3 separate regions of the Mus musculus genome follow, and all the other regions are linked to region 3. A link is a contact called in public HiChIP or PLAC-seq and promoter capture Hi-C data. All regions are on one chromosome and are shown on one strand. The core of a region is the stretch at or near the end of the contact, and the rest is flanking DNA. Distances in the headings are between cores, read along the strand shown.

The links. Promoter capture Hi-C pulls out the DNA fragments that hold promoters and counts their contacts. HiChIP or PLAC-seq counts read pairs in DNA pulled down with a chosen protein or histone mark.
Region 1: an H3K4me3 HiChIP or PLAC-seq map of bone marrow-derived macrophages shows a contact between it and region 3, with 4 times the contacts expected there. The contact joins the enhancer-like site here to the promoter of 4933405D12Rik in region 3. A contact is called at or near these places in 3 of 39 promoter capture datasets (3T3-L1-derived adipocytes, hippocampal neurons and pre-B cells) and 4 of 115 datasets of contacts at active chromatin or transcription factors (bone marrow-derived macrophages, embryonic stem cells, extraembryonic endoderm stem cells and 1 more).
Region 2: a promoter capture Hi-C map of pre-B cells shows a contact between it and region 3, with 2.7 times the contacts expected there. The contact joins the promoter of Arhgap29 here to the promoter of 4933405D12Rik in region 3. A contact is called at or near these places in 2 of 39 promoter capture datasets (hippocampal neurons and pre-B cells).

The regions. Positions count from the first base shown.
Region 1 is chr3:122,197,210-122,201,908 of GRCm38.p6, forward strand. It overlaps Gm46822 (a long non-coding RNA gene), which reads right to left. Exons shown (of 6, transcript XR_001783970.1): 6 at 197-243. Among named protein-coding and RNA genes, the nearest start is that of Gm40137, 12 kb to the right of the region's middle. Within about 2 kb of position 2,017, at least 83 of the 459 cell types and tissues checked have an H3K27ac peak or open chromatin away from gene starts, as enhancers often do. A contact at or near this core is called in 3T3-L1-derived adipocytes, bone marrow-derived macrophages and pancreatic cancer cells, where this site is marked.
Region 2 is chr3:121,965,657-121,970,056 of GRCm38.p6, forward strand. It overlaps Arhgap29 (Rho GTPase activating protein 29), which reads left to right and starts at 2,150. Exons shown (of 23, transcript NM_001356524.1): 1 at 2,150-2,301.
Region 3 is chr3:122,922,477-122,926,955 of GRCm38.p6, forward strand. 4933405D12Rik (RIKEN cDNA 4933405D12 gene) reads right to left here and starts at 1,640. Exons shown (of 6, transcript NR_046036.1): 1 at 1,587-1,640. It overlaps 1810037I17Rik (RIKEN cDNA 1810037I17 gene), which reads left to right and starts at 1,921. Exons shown (of 2, transcript NM_024461.2): 1 at 1,921-2,180; 2 at 3,003-3,718. The coding sequence starts at 1,984. The coding sequence ends at 3,003.

The DNA.
Region 1 (4,699 bases), core at 767-3,266, 720 kb before region 3:
TCCTGTTGCCTTCTGTGAAGCAGATCCGTTAATGGTTCCCATTTTTCTTACTGGTTTTTCATCAAGACAATAACTTGGATGGAATGGAACATGACTGACTGGCACTCAGTAACCATTTCTGATTTCCCAGCTCCGTAGTCCTTACTGCTTTTAATTCTCCTTCCAAGTCTATCCTTCCTCTTGCTCTCTTGATGGTGATTAAAGAGTAAATCAGGCACGGTGGGAACATTGCGATCCAGAGATCTGCAACAGAGGAGACATGGAAGACTGCCGCCGAGCTAACGTAGCCTACTGTTTTACAGGAAGCTTTTTTTATTTTCTGATGTAGAACAGCATCAGCAAAAACAACAATAAAAAGGATATTACACCACATGCATGAATCAGTCATGCCGTCATTTATTATCATTCTCAGGTATTAGTACATTACGTAATTGTGGTTCTCTGTTTTTATTTGATGGGCCCAGAGTTGAGGTGTTTGTAGCAGCATCACCATAAATATGTAAGTAATGTTTTCTGCTGCAATCTTAGACTTACTATGAGATCACTGGGTGCCAAGGGTTTTCCAGCTCCAGTCTAGTCTTCCCAGACCATCATATACATGGCCTATCACTGACTAAAGTGCCAGTTTGTGTGTATGATTGCATTTGCCATAATCAGAGCACACAGCTGTCCACAGTCAAAACTAGTACCAACCTTGAAAAGAAGAAGGTGTGTTAGACTCCGTCAGTAGGGGAATAGTCTTCATTTTTACTTTATTTTACTTTGGTTGTTTTGCAGATGCTGTGAGATAGAATTTTACTATGTAGCTTAGGTTGTCCTGGAACCCACTATATAGCCCCAGCTGGCCTCCACCTTGAGGCAATCCTCCTGTCTCAGCCTCCCTGATATGTTATATTCAAGCTTGAGAATCTTGAAGATTTGTATACCACCATCCTTTGTTAAATAATGGTCTGTATGATTAAGATGGTAAAAAATATGACTGGACGTGGTGATGTATGCCTTTAATCCCAGCACTTGGGAGGCAGAGGCAGGCAGATCTCTGTGAGTTTGAGTCCATCTGGTCTACAGGAGAGAGAGAGAGAGAGAGAGAGAGAGAGAGAGAGAGAGAGAGAGAGAGAGAGTTAGTTCCAGGACAGCTGGGGCTACACAGAGAAACTCTATCTTGAAAAAAGACCAAACGAACAAAAATAGGAAAAATGTGAAGAAAACATATAGAATCATTAATTTGGTATTATAAATCCATGTATACCCCATCCTGAAATCAAATGAATTCATTCTGACAATTGAGAGAAACTGGTGCTGATGCACAGGGTTTTGACCAGTCTCTCAAAACCGAGGAGCAAATGACACATTGCCCTTATCCCAAAGCTGCCTTCTCATGTAGCAAAATATAACTTAGAAATACCCAGACAAACTGTAACCTAATTTGAGAATACATTCTTTAACAAGTAGCTAAGTCTTGGCCAATCATAGCAGATGAACCATCATAGAATGCAAACCAATAAATCAGCTGCTGACAAGATTCCAAGCAGGATCTTTCTATATGTCACTTCTGTTTCCTGCCAAATTGTTGAGTAGAACTCTCCAAACTGCCTTTATCCCGAGAGATATCTGATAACAAATGGATCTTTCATTCTGCACAAAGTGATGCTCTTAAATGTAACATGTCTAAGGTTTTTTTTTTTTTTCTTAATGAGCTGCCTAGCTTGTTCAAGTCCAACAGAGCAAGCTGAAGTTGCTGCATTCAAAACACACTGCCCTACAGCATACCATAGAGATCTTGGGAACATCCAGCGTTCCTAGTGCACACTTGGAGCTGGCTCCTCCCTGGCCCGTTTAGAGAACTTTGCCTGGACACTATAAGCAAGATCACCAGGTCTGATGACCAGCTGGGCCTTGTCAGATATATCAGCAGAGAGACTGTTTACAAACAGAATGGAAACGCGTCTAGTACCCACCAAAGCTATAAGCAGCTCTCTAGGCGTCCAACTACTCTTTGGATGGCATCCAAGGATCAACGGTCAGATGTTGCATAACGTAGCACGTGATCTACCAGCAGTGCACACATATACAATCACCCTTTGGCAACAGGCCTTGGCTTTCATAACCACATTCTTGGATTTTCTGGTGAATTGTTCAAACAGCCACCATAAATGAATGTCTGTGCCTGATGATCCTATTTTGCTATGGAAAAGTGAGTTGGCTAGTTGAAGGTGCTCAGACAAATGTAAATGGAGATAGCTGGCCCTGGCCGTTACAAAACCAGGTAAAGACAAAAGGATTTGGAAATTGCCAAAGAACACATCTATATGGTTAAGGATTTTTTTTCAATAGTTAGCATTTTCAGCAATATTTAACATGCTCTCAAGAAACAATATAAGCTACTAATTAGAACCAGCAAAAATATGCACACACACACACACACACACACACACACACTCACTAACCTGAGGGCAAAAGGAAACTTAATGCCAGAGCCACGGTCAGACTCAGGTCCTAACAGCCCCAGGCCTGTCTCCAGCCCACATTCACACTTTACTCTCCTTTAATGAGAAAGAATGGCAGAAACAGGCAGCAATTGAAGGAGGGCCAACACTACATGTGCTTACTAGTCAGGCTCTGCACAAAAGCATGGCATTCCTTCAACAGCAAGGGAGCGGGGAGGCTGGAACAGTGGCAGCGCTCACAAAGCTGGGAAGAAACAAACATTGGGACTGGCTGGGTAGGGTAGGATGAATAACAAAGCTGAAATGATACTGAACCGGGTACCAAGGGCAGGTACATCTGCTTTCATGGGGTCCCGAGACATCATAATTCCACCAGAAATCCATGGAGTATGCATTGTCTCGGTTGACCTTTGCATGATGTGAAAAGACAAGAAGATACAGGCCAAGATGGAAGAACAAGACAAAAAGATCCACAAAAGCTTTGAGAGACTTGAGACTCTTGGAGTTAACTAAGAATGCCCGTGCCTCTGGGAGCAGATTCGGCCAACTCAGAGAGGGCAGGCATAGGCTTTGTCCAGCTAAGATCCAAAGGTCTGATAAATAAAACAGGAGGTGGTGCTTAGGGCAAGGTCAGAGAGATGTTTCCTCTCAGGGCTCTTGCAGACCCCAGAAAGGCTTGAAGCCTTATGAGTGTTACTATGGCTTCACACCAACGAATTCACTGGCCTGCCATTACATGATTCGACTTCATTTCAAGAAAGCAACGGAGAAAAAAAGAACTGTTTATGGTCAGTCAGAGCAGCAAGAAGGGTGGTGGCCGCTTTGTAAATGATCAATAGCAAGTCAGAGAGAGGAGGCTGGGATTGTTTTGTTGTTGCTGTTGTTGTTGTTTGTTGTTTGTTTTTTTCCCAAGAGACTCTTAACCTACATGCCTTCCTACCCAGAGAGATGTGTTGCCAGGAACACTCACCCAGATCTTCAGGTTAATTGACAGCCCCAAACAAGGCCTTCTTTATAACCCTCATTAGGAGTTCTGCTGAGTTCGCCCAGGGGCCCTGCAGAGCAGTGCCGGCCCTGCCTTGTTCATTTCTTCACCGTTCTTGGCCCAAATTTTGTCTGAGCCCCGACTCTTGGTGATGGTGTTTTATGTAACCATGGCTGCTCACTGCTTCAGAACTTGGTATGATTAATGGTCGTAGGAACACTGCCCCCTTGGCAAAAAAAAAAAAACAAAAAATAAACAAACAAAAAAACAAAACAAAACAAAAAACCCCAAACCAAACAAACAAACAAAACAAAAACAAAGTCTTCACAACTCTCACCTTGAAGGGAATAAAAGATTTTATTCTGGAGCCAAATATAAGTGATCTCCGCCCAGGATCAGGCTTCTCAGATACCGTGTTCCACAGTGGAAGAGGTTTCTTGGGAGATGTTATTCATTAGTTACAGATCAAAGTCATAAATCAAAGGACTTTCAGAATATATGAGTGGGGCCCACGGGTAGGTAGAGCACAGCAAGTGGGGAAACTGTTCGATTGCAGACACCATCTGATAACATTCTTAGCTTGTGGACTGTGGAAAGCAAAGCGCTAGTTTCCTAGGAATACATTTTGAAGACTTCGACAGTCACAAGGATGCTAAGTCTGATGTAGAGGTGGACAGTGGAAGGATTTAAAGTGGCCCAAGATACTGTGGCTCTGGCCTGCAACTTTCCACTTCTGACCAAGCAGCATACCTCCTGAAGCCTGCCAGTTTGTCTGTCTATCTACAAGACCCTCCACCACCCCCTTCCTCCTCACTCTCTCTTGCTATTATTCTTTTGTTCTTAACAACTGGCTTAACTACCATTTCCTTTGGATGAGGCATGCTTCTATATTTATTTCAAGATGGTACTCACACAAAATCAATTAGGTTTCTCTCTGTCTCTGTCTGTCTGTCTCTCTGCCTCTCTCTCTCTGTCTCTCTCTCTCTCTGTCTCTCTGTCTCTGTCTCTCTCTCTTTGTCTCTCTCTCTCTCTTTGTCTCTCTCTCTCTCTCTCTCTCTTTGTCTCTCTCTCTTTCCCATTGGGCTACAAGCCACAGAAGGGACTCTACTCTTTTCCATAATAAAGAAGTTTAGTCCTTTGGCCTCAGAGAATCTTTTTGTAGCTTTTCCCCTCCCCCATCCCACCCCACCCTCATCCCTCTAAGAACTTTAATTCACAGTGCTTTTACTAGTGTTGATCAGACCCCTGCTTTCTGTCAACCATTGGT
Region 2 (4,400 bases), core at 900-3,399, 960 kb before region 3:
CGGATCTGCTGGAGAAAATGTTAAGAACCACGTGGAGCCAGGCATGGTGGTGCACGCCTTTAATCCCAGCACTCGGGAGGCAGTGGCAGGAGGATTTCTGAGTTCGAGGCCAGCCTGGTCTACAGAGTGAGTTCCAGGACAGCCAGGGCTACACAGAGAAACCCTGTCTCAAAAAACCAAAAAAAAAAAAAAAAAAAAAAACCAAAGCAAAAACAAAACACGTGGTCAGATGGAGCCAAATACTTTGTTCTCTTGATGTCCCTTCTTGACCCTCAGAATCCTTTCTTCTCCTGAGTGTGCCCTTCAGTTTTTAGTAACAGTGGTTTCATGGGCTATTCATGGTGCATTATTGTCTTGTAGTGTCTTTATGAGTGCATTTTAAACAACTAAATCTGAAAAAACAATGTGGAGCTAAGTGACCAAGGAGCCTCTGTTGTCAACGTATCTTTGCTTAGAGGCCAATTGGCTTCACTTCCCCCAGAACTTTTTACCTCGAGGTGTCCTCCACTTTTCCCTTAGCTGTAAGTAGTCTTCCTACTGTAGCTTTTTATCTCCGATTCCTTCTCAGCTTTCATTATCTGTCTCTGTCCTTCCCTCACCCTCCTCTCCATAATTGTCTTTGTCCTTACACTTTTCTTTGTCTCTCTCCCAGCTCCTCATGCCCCTTTCTCTCTATCAGTTACTTGTTCATCTTATTTGTTAAGTGACATAATCAGATCCATTTTAATCAGAACACAATCTTCTTTTATATTAGTTGGATGGGAGTGATCGGTGGTGGCTGGGAGCTCAGTGAGATAGACTCTTGTGTAGCCTTAGGCTGGCCTGGAACTCATTGGGTAGCTGAGACTGGCTTTGGAATCTTGATCCATCTGCCTCTATCTCCTAAATTGTAGGACTACAGAAATGTGCCACCAACTTCAACTCAGTTTTCTTTATTAAATGGAATGGCAGATGTATAAAAAGAGAATTGACATATTTTTAAATAACTTAATGGGGGTGTGAGCAGCTAAGAACCACTTGAAGCAGCCACTTCTTACCATTTCCCCCCAAATGTGTGTTTCTAACTGTAGTCGTACTCTCACCCCCTTTATTCTTGAGGATGCCTTTCCTCTTAGTAGCTTGCTTTAAAAGTTCAAACATCAGTTTCCATGCTAAAAGTCTTTGCTACTTTTTTTCCCCGAATGCAATTAAAAGTAGTCTGGTTTTGAGAGGTTCCTGAATATTTGGAGCGCAAATTTGGTATTTTGTGTTTGAGGGCAGAAGGGATATATTTGTATGAATCTTAAAAATCCACTGTAGAGCTAAAGTAACCAAGCAATTCCATATTTATCCTTTCAAGTTACACTAAGGGGGCTGTTTTTCTGGTAATAATTGGAAAATTTAAGTGTCTGTTTTTCAGAAATTTCTCCTGATTCAATGCCTCACTTGTTGGGCCTACAGTATTTCTGTCTTATTTTCTGGTCTCCTTGGGTCCTACTCTCTTCTTTCTTTGCTTGTTTCTCTCTTGGGGTTTGCTGCCCGTTCTTTCACCTCCCCTCACACTGCCCTGGATCCTTTTCCTCCCACAGGTGGCCATTTTTCTGTCTCTATACTGTTCCCACAGGCACCCTCCCCATGTTTTTCTCTAGCTTAGCTTTCTGTGTTGAATTCAAGAGTCCTTGTATTTCGAGGGACCTGCTGCTTTTTAAACCATTCCTTCATATATCCTGAGGTGAGTTTGAAAAGGCAGTTGACCAAACACGGGCCTTGGTGGAAAATTCTGCCCTTTATAAGGGGCTGAATGGTTGTCTGGTTTCGATGTAGTTAATTCTTTTGGAATTAGGGCTAGGTAGGCCTTGTTGCATGTTACCTGAGTGGAGCCTTCGTCTTCAGCTCGTATCATTTCGGGATTTGGTGACAGAAGATGAAAGTGGTCCAGGAAATACACCACCCAAGAATGCCTATTAGCAAATCCAGTTCTAAGGTGACTTTTCCTAAGCAATGTCTTCTGTGAGGAGACCCTGTCAGACCAGAAGCTGCTGACAGACTACCACACCCCGGGCTCCTCTACCTTCTCTGCGCTCTGTCCCCGCCCCTGCGAGTTTGAGCCAATGGGCTGAGCCCCAGGGGGTGGGCTGGGGCGGGGCAGAGGTGGGGCCAGGGCGGAGCACCTCTGCCCCAGCTGCCTCACAGCAGTGCTGGCTCGGCCCGGCATGGAGGATGGAGGCAGCAAGTTTGAGCCCTAGGCGGCACGAGCCGCCGCCGCCAGGCTGTGGGCGTTCATCTGAAGTCGGCACGGGGGATACAGGATGGAGCCCCACGGTGAGTGAGGGGCGGTGGTGCTCGTTTCCACCGAGGCTGCTGAGTTGGGGTTCCCCTGAGTTGCTATCGAGTCTGGGTCCGAATGTGCGGCTAGTTCTCGGTGCTCTTAGTCCTCGCTAAGCTTAGGAACTGGACTGTGAGTTAAGGACCTGCAGGGGTGAGCAGATGGTATTCTAAGTAAAGCTGCCAGTTAGCTCGTATTTACCTACCGAGTACTGAAACTTCCCAATTTGTAACTCCTTTAATTCTCAGGACAGCTCCATGACCCTTGAACTCATTTCTCAAACAGGGAAGCTGAGGTGAAAAATCTGCCCAAAGTAGTAATTGACAGTATCAAGGCTTAATCCTATGCGCCCTTGCCCCAGAATCCGTGCTTTTTGCTCTGGAGCAGTGTGCTCCCGCCAACCCCGCCAGCAATTCTCGCTCCAGATGGGGTGCTCAGTCCCAAAGTATTTTAGGAGTCCCATCGTGCATATTGTTGTCTTCTATGTTTTGTGTTTAGAGAATATTTTTGTTTGAGCACACTCTCAGTGTCTTGGTGTGTTCTCATTTTGTTTTGAATATGTTTGGAGGTTTGATGGTTTTAATTTTAAAACATTTATGGATGCATGTGCTCAAGACCTGGAATTTTGAAGGTAGAATTCTAGTGGCCGATGACAGTCTCTCCTTATCGGTTTTTCACCTTTGAGAGATAACACACCAAACAAATTTTTGGAGACAGGATTGTTACCTGTTAAGGCCTCTGTGACTATCTCTTGTTAGTTGAGTCTTTTGTCTGACACTATCGATGTTGGCTGGCCTTTTTCGTTTCTCTCCTTTCCTCTGTATGCATGAAGTCAGGCATAGGGAACGTGCGCTTTGGCATTGGGTGGTTTTGGCTGATCAGAGGCGAGCCCTCCTTGCCAGGAATGCTAGACATTCTGGAGGCGTGGGGGGCAGGGCAGCTTTTTCTCCCTCTTTTTCCTTTTCCTTTTTCTTTCTTTTTTAGTTATCCTGCTGGGTTCAGACTGCACAGGAATGAAATGTGTGTTGTATATCTTACTTTAGACGTTGTTAAGGATAAAGCTGTTCCCGACATGCTCCCGTTCTGTTTTTGTAGAGTGTTTTTTAAAAGTGTAGTTAAAGACCTTTACACTTGATTCCTGTGTGAGCTTTTTTTCCCAGTGTCTTTTAATAGATTCTCACAAACTCAGAAATTATGCTGAAATAACAGATTTCTGAAATCATGCAATTTTGAACTATAAGAAAGAACTAAAGTGCAGATATTTTGGGAAGTTTTACATCCCAGTTAGCTCTCTGCTTCTGTCATATACATTATGGACTGTGTGAGGGGACATTTGATTGACACAAACTGCTGAAGTCTTGGAAAAGTCCCCATCTGAGAGTTTAGGAAATCTATATGAATGTTTTGGGTTTTTTCTCTCCTGCTGGTCGGTTGGCCCGAGGGCCTCTTGCCGGCCTTTTAGCACTTTCCCACTGAGCTCTGAGTCCACATTTGTAAAGCACATATAATTTAGAGGTTAGAGTTGCTTTTGTATATTCATTTTCTACTTTCTATAAAATTCTTTAAGAAATAGATAATACAGTTCTTAATATTTATGGCTTGGAGTTGGAAGAGATGAGAATTAGTTTCCCAAATATTTCACTCAGCAGCCTGTTTGCACAGTTCAAACTTCACTTGGAAGCATATTCGGGTTTCCATGAAATTAGTTAAGCTTCTGGAACTGGTTCCAGCCCTATATTTCTTGTTTACAATCTGCAGACTTATGAAGCCACAGCTTGTTTATTATTTAAATCTGCTTAAAAACAATTTCCCACAATCAAGTGCCTTAGTAATAATAGCTCACAATGACTGAGTCTTCATGCCAGGCACTGTGCTAAGTACTTTCCATGCATCACTATCTAATTTAATTAAATTACCAGTTTCAATCTGTTATTAACTATACTTTATATTACCACTAAGCAGAGAATACTTATTTTGGCGCATGGGAAAGTCATATACAGGACCTTGCAAAGTGCATGTTGTCCAGACTTTCTCATTGTCATAGTTCAATTAGAAAAGTGTGATTTTAATTTTAAACACCTTTCAATTGTAGTGT
Region 3 (4,479 bases), core at 390-2,889:
AAGTTCACTTTTTGGTTATTTTAGTAACCTTAGATAATTTGTTATTTTTGTTCCCTAATTTTCTAAATCCATAACCAACTTTCGTATTGTCCATGCAAAAACTACAGCTCTCATCTTAAAAGAAAGAGACAGTTTATTCAGGAGCCACCCTGAATGGCCATGGGGACACAGATCTATATCTGTTACCCAATTCCATATTCCCACATGGAAACAGTTTCGTGAAGTTTTTAAAATTGCTTCACAGAACCAAGAAAGTAATAAAACAAGGCAAGCCCAAAATACACTGGTGGGTACTTTAGAAAGGCTGATTTAGGAAAGGAGAAAGCTCTTCTGTAAGCCCACGATGCTATCAGGGCTACTTGGTTGGTATAAGTTAGTGGGCTGCTAAGTTAGTAGACTCCAACAGGTTTTTATCTAATGGTTACAGGATATTCTGACATAGAGTTGAGTGGCTTATTAAAATACTCCCATGAAATACCTATGTAAATTCCACGCTTTACCTTATCTGAGCCTTCTGAAAATTCGTGACTGTAATTGAGACAGGCTAATTCCATGACAGACTTCTAATTGGCAGTTCCTGGGATTAGGCCTAAAATCCTAGGCTTCAGGCAGCTAGTCAGAAAGTGCCCTACCATCAGAAACGACCCCCCCCCCCCCAAAAAAAAAAAACCCAACCTGGCCTGAAGCAAGGACAATGGGTTTTCAGCCCTCACACCCAGGCAATAGTTTCAGAATGTCCTTAAGAGAGAGTAGATAAGGCCACCTACCCCAGGATTCCTCAGGCAAGTTTCTAGCCACCACACCAAGGTTATGCTTCTGGAATGCCCGAGATAAGAGTAAGACAAAGCCCATCTATCCGAGAATTCCCCCAATGTGCAGCGAGCATACTTGGTAATGGGAGACTCCAGCATGCTGGACTTCGACAAAATAAAACACTCTGTGTGTTTACAAACTACTTGAGTCTGGAGTATCATTCTTCAGCGAATCATGGACCCTTACAACGTCCACCTCATCAAAACTGTTTCAAAAATTATGAGCAAATCGCTCAAGTCTGTACAAAATCATCCAAAGTTCTCAAACTGTACACACTTCCCAAACATGTAAGAAACCAAAAAGTTTACGTGTATTGGAGAGATGATTCTACGGGGTCTGCCAACCTTTTTACATTGTCACACAATGTTGTCGTCTCCAAAGTTATTATCAGAGAATCTCACGATCTAGTTTTTTAAAAGGAAGGAAGAAAGAAAGAAAGAGAGAGAGGGAGGGAGGGAGGGAGGGAGGGAGGGAGGAAGGAAGGAAGGAAGGGAAGGAAGGAAGGAAGGAAGGAAGGAAGGAAAGGAAGGAAGGAAGGAAGGAAGGAAGGAAGGAAGGAAGAAGGGAGGAAGAAAGAAAAACATCCCCCCACACGCTCATGTTTATAAAAAGACTACTTTTGTGGGTGGGCAAGGCTGGAATCCTTTGAGGCGGTTCCTGAAGTTCTGGCATCATCTCAGAGAAAAGGAGTTGAGACAGTTTTCATCCCAGAAACCGGGAGAACCAGTAATGCACCCTGCAAGGCAGCGTTTGAGCTACGTGAGAGAGCTCACCTGCACCTTAGAAACCACCTCTGAACACCGCAAGGGGACACCCCACCAGGAAGCAACGGGGCGGGGCACAGAGCGCATGCGTGCGGTCGGGGAGGCGGGGCAGACACCTTCGCCAAGTTCGGGGGGCGAGGAGGGGTGGTGGAACAGAGCGCCTGCGCCAAGAGCAGCCGGCCCAGCGGAGTCTGCGCGTTCCCGGGAATGCCGAAGAAGGCGAATTCCTAGAAAGGGAGGACGCCTGCGCAGTCCGGAAGGCGGGGACGCGGGGGCGGGGCGGGGCGCGGCGGCGGGGGCGGGGCGCCTAGTCGATTGGCGGGGTTACCCGGAATTGGTTGCTAGACTGGGCGCGAAGCGGTCTTCAGGTTTGGTCTCAGTTGCGCGGAAGTGAAACGACGCGGAGATGGAGGTGAGCCAGGCGGCGTCTGGTACCGACGGTGTCCGGGAACGGAGGGGCTCGTTCGAAGCTGGAAGGAGGAACCAAGATGAGGCACCTCAGTCCGGGATGAACGGGCTTCCGAAACACTCCTACTGGCTGGATCTCTGGCTCTTCATCCTTTTCGACCTGGCCTTGTTCGTCTTCGTGTACCTCTTGCCCTGGTGAGTATCCTGAGTTGCAGAGTTGAAGAGCTTAGGAAGCTGGCGGCTGCTTCAGTCTTCTCGGAGAGGGAGGGAGGGACGGCAGCTAGAGATGGCGGAGTTGGAAGAGCGAAAATGGATTTCCTTGACACCCCAGTGGCAAGAGGAGTGTGGAGAAAACTTGACTTCCCATATTTGTCTGTTTCATCACCACAAACGAACTGTTAAGTGTTAGAAACCTATACCCATAATTAGATCTATCGTAAATAATAAAAAATAATTACTAAAAACTAATAAAAATAAAAGTAAATAAATATCGTAAGTAATAAAAAATAGAGCATGACAGGTTAAATGTGATTATATCTAAAGTGATTTGAGTGTTGTGCGCCTGCTTAAAATGCTTAGCCCAAAGCAAGCCTTGTAAACTTAACTTGTCCATAACTTATGCAGATAAACGCGTATTATCTTCCAGAGTATCCCCAGTCCTACATCTGTCAAAGAATGGAGTATCTTGGGTTTCTTTGGCTCTCATTTTTTCGGTTTTGTGGCAAATTAGAAGGCAGAGAATGGGGGGGGGGTTTGAAAAGATAAACAGTTTTTTGATAAAAACTCGTTAAGTCATTTTGGTATAGACATTTCAAGAACAGTGATTTATTATTTAGTTATTTTTAATGATCTCATTTTCACCTCTGGGTAGAAAATTCATGACTTAATAATGTAGGCCTTTAGTTTTCCTTATCAATAGTGTAAATTATGTAGGGATAGGCTAGCAGTATCTATGTTCAGCGTCCCACTAAATGTCAAAATAAGCAGATGAAGGAAACAAGTATTTGGTTTTTACAGACCGGTTTGCTGAGTCAAGAATGGGGCTTCTGGAGTGAATCTTGAAAACGACTATAGACTCTTGAATGAAGAGGACTCCAGCAGCTGACTTCGGCACCTCTATCTAACCTTTTCTTCAGCCCTTGACCTCACTAAAGTACTATCATATGTTTAAAACCTGTTTTTCATGGTTGAAGTAATGATTGTAGCTAAATGATAGATAATATATATTTTTAATAATGTCTGTAACTTAAGTACTTATGGGAAATAAATGTATGTAAAAAAAAAAAGTTATCTTTGTGAAGCTTACTTTCTCAAATATTGTTTTAAAACTATGCTATTATAAAATAATTATCTAGAGTTGAATAGGTAGCACTTACTCAGAAAGGCCACAGTCCCAAAGCAGCTACTAGAAACATTTTGGAAGCTGTTCCTTGTCATCTTAAGACCTGGGTGATTAGAAATTCTTTACTGTTGGTTTTAGTGCTATTCAGTATATGAGAACTGTCTAAAATACTCAGAGGGGGTGTTCTTCTCCCTTATAATTCACACTATTTGGTGAACTGTTTACAGTTGTCTTAAGATACTGTTGCATTTGCTTGGGTAATTTTTGTGCAAGGTGTAACTGAAGTATGCGTATTAGCACACAGGGCCGAGGTGACTCTTGAGTTCACCACACTCTGGGACCTGCTTACTAATTTTCTCTAATAAATGTTTAATCACTGAATTTAGTTTCACACTGTGTCAGATTCTCTGGTGGTAGAGTGGGGAGGTTAATAGCTTGCCATTAGGTCACACAAGTACTTTATTCTCTTGAGCCCCAGGCCAGCCCACCACAGCTGTCAGCTAACTGGACATTTCTAGGATGGAGACCTTAGTATGATGGTGAATTTTTGGGTCACTTTGGGCTAAGGGATCCATGACAGATGGCAAAACATTATTCCTGGGTCTGTCTGTGTTTCAGGAATAGGAGCTGATATGCTGGGAAAATAGTAAAGGAAGCCTCCCTGATGTGAGACCAGTCACCCCACCCCACCCCTTTTAGAACATGGATGAGAAGGCAGATGTCTCTGCTGGAACATCTATTTGTGTGGATACCATCCTGAGACGAGTGAAGGCTGTGCTGAGGGAGTCTGGCCTCAGAACACAACAGCAGAGTAGGCTCTGCGGGACAAGCCGGCTCAGAGAACAGCTCTGCCTCCAAGCAGGGCTATTCTGACCTTGGAGTTAACCAAAATGGGCCCCAGCTGGGACAATGACCCACTGCCTTAATGCCTCTGTGGTGTACCCCTCCCCTTAGAATAGCTCCCTTGAAAGTGTTTCTCATTCCTCTCAAGTCCACTGAAGCTGTACAGCTATATTTAATAAACTCTACTCCAGCCCTTTTCATTACTTTCCCCGTTGCCCAGGTTGCCAGCCTTTCAGCTACTTCCAGGAATGGGCTCTGCGCGGACATCAGTACTTGCAGATCTGAGTTCTCAGACTCTGGCCAGTCCCT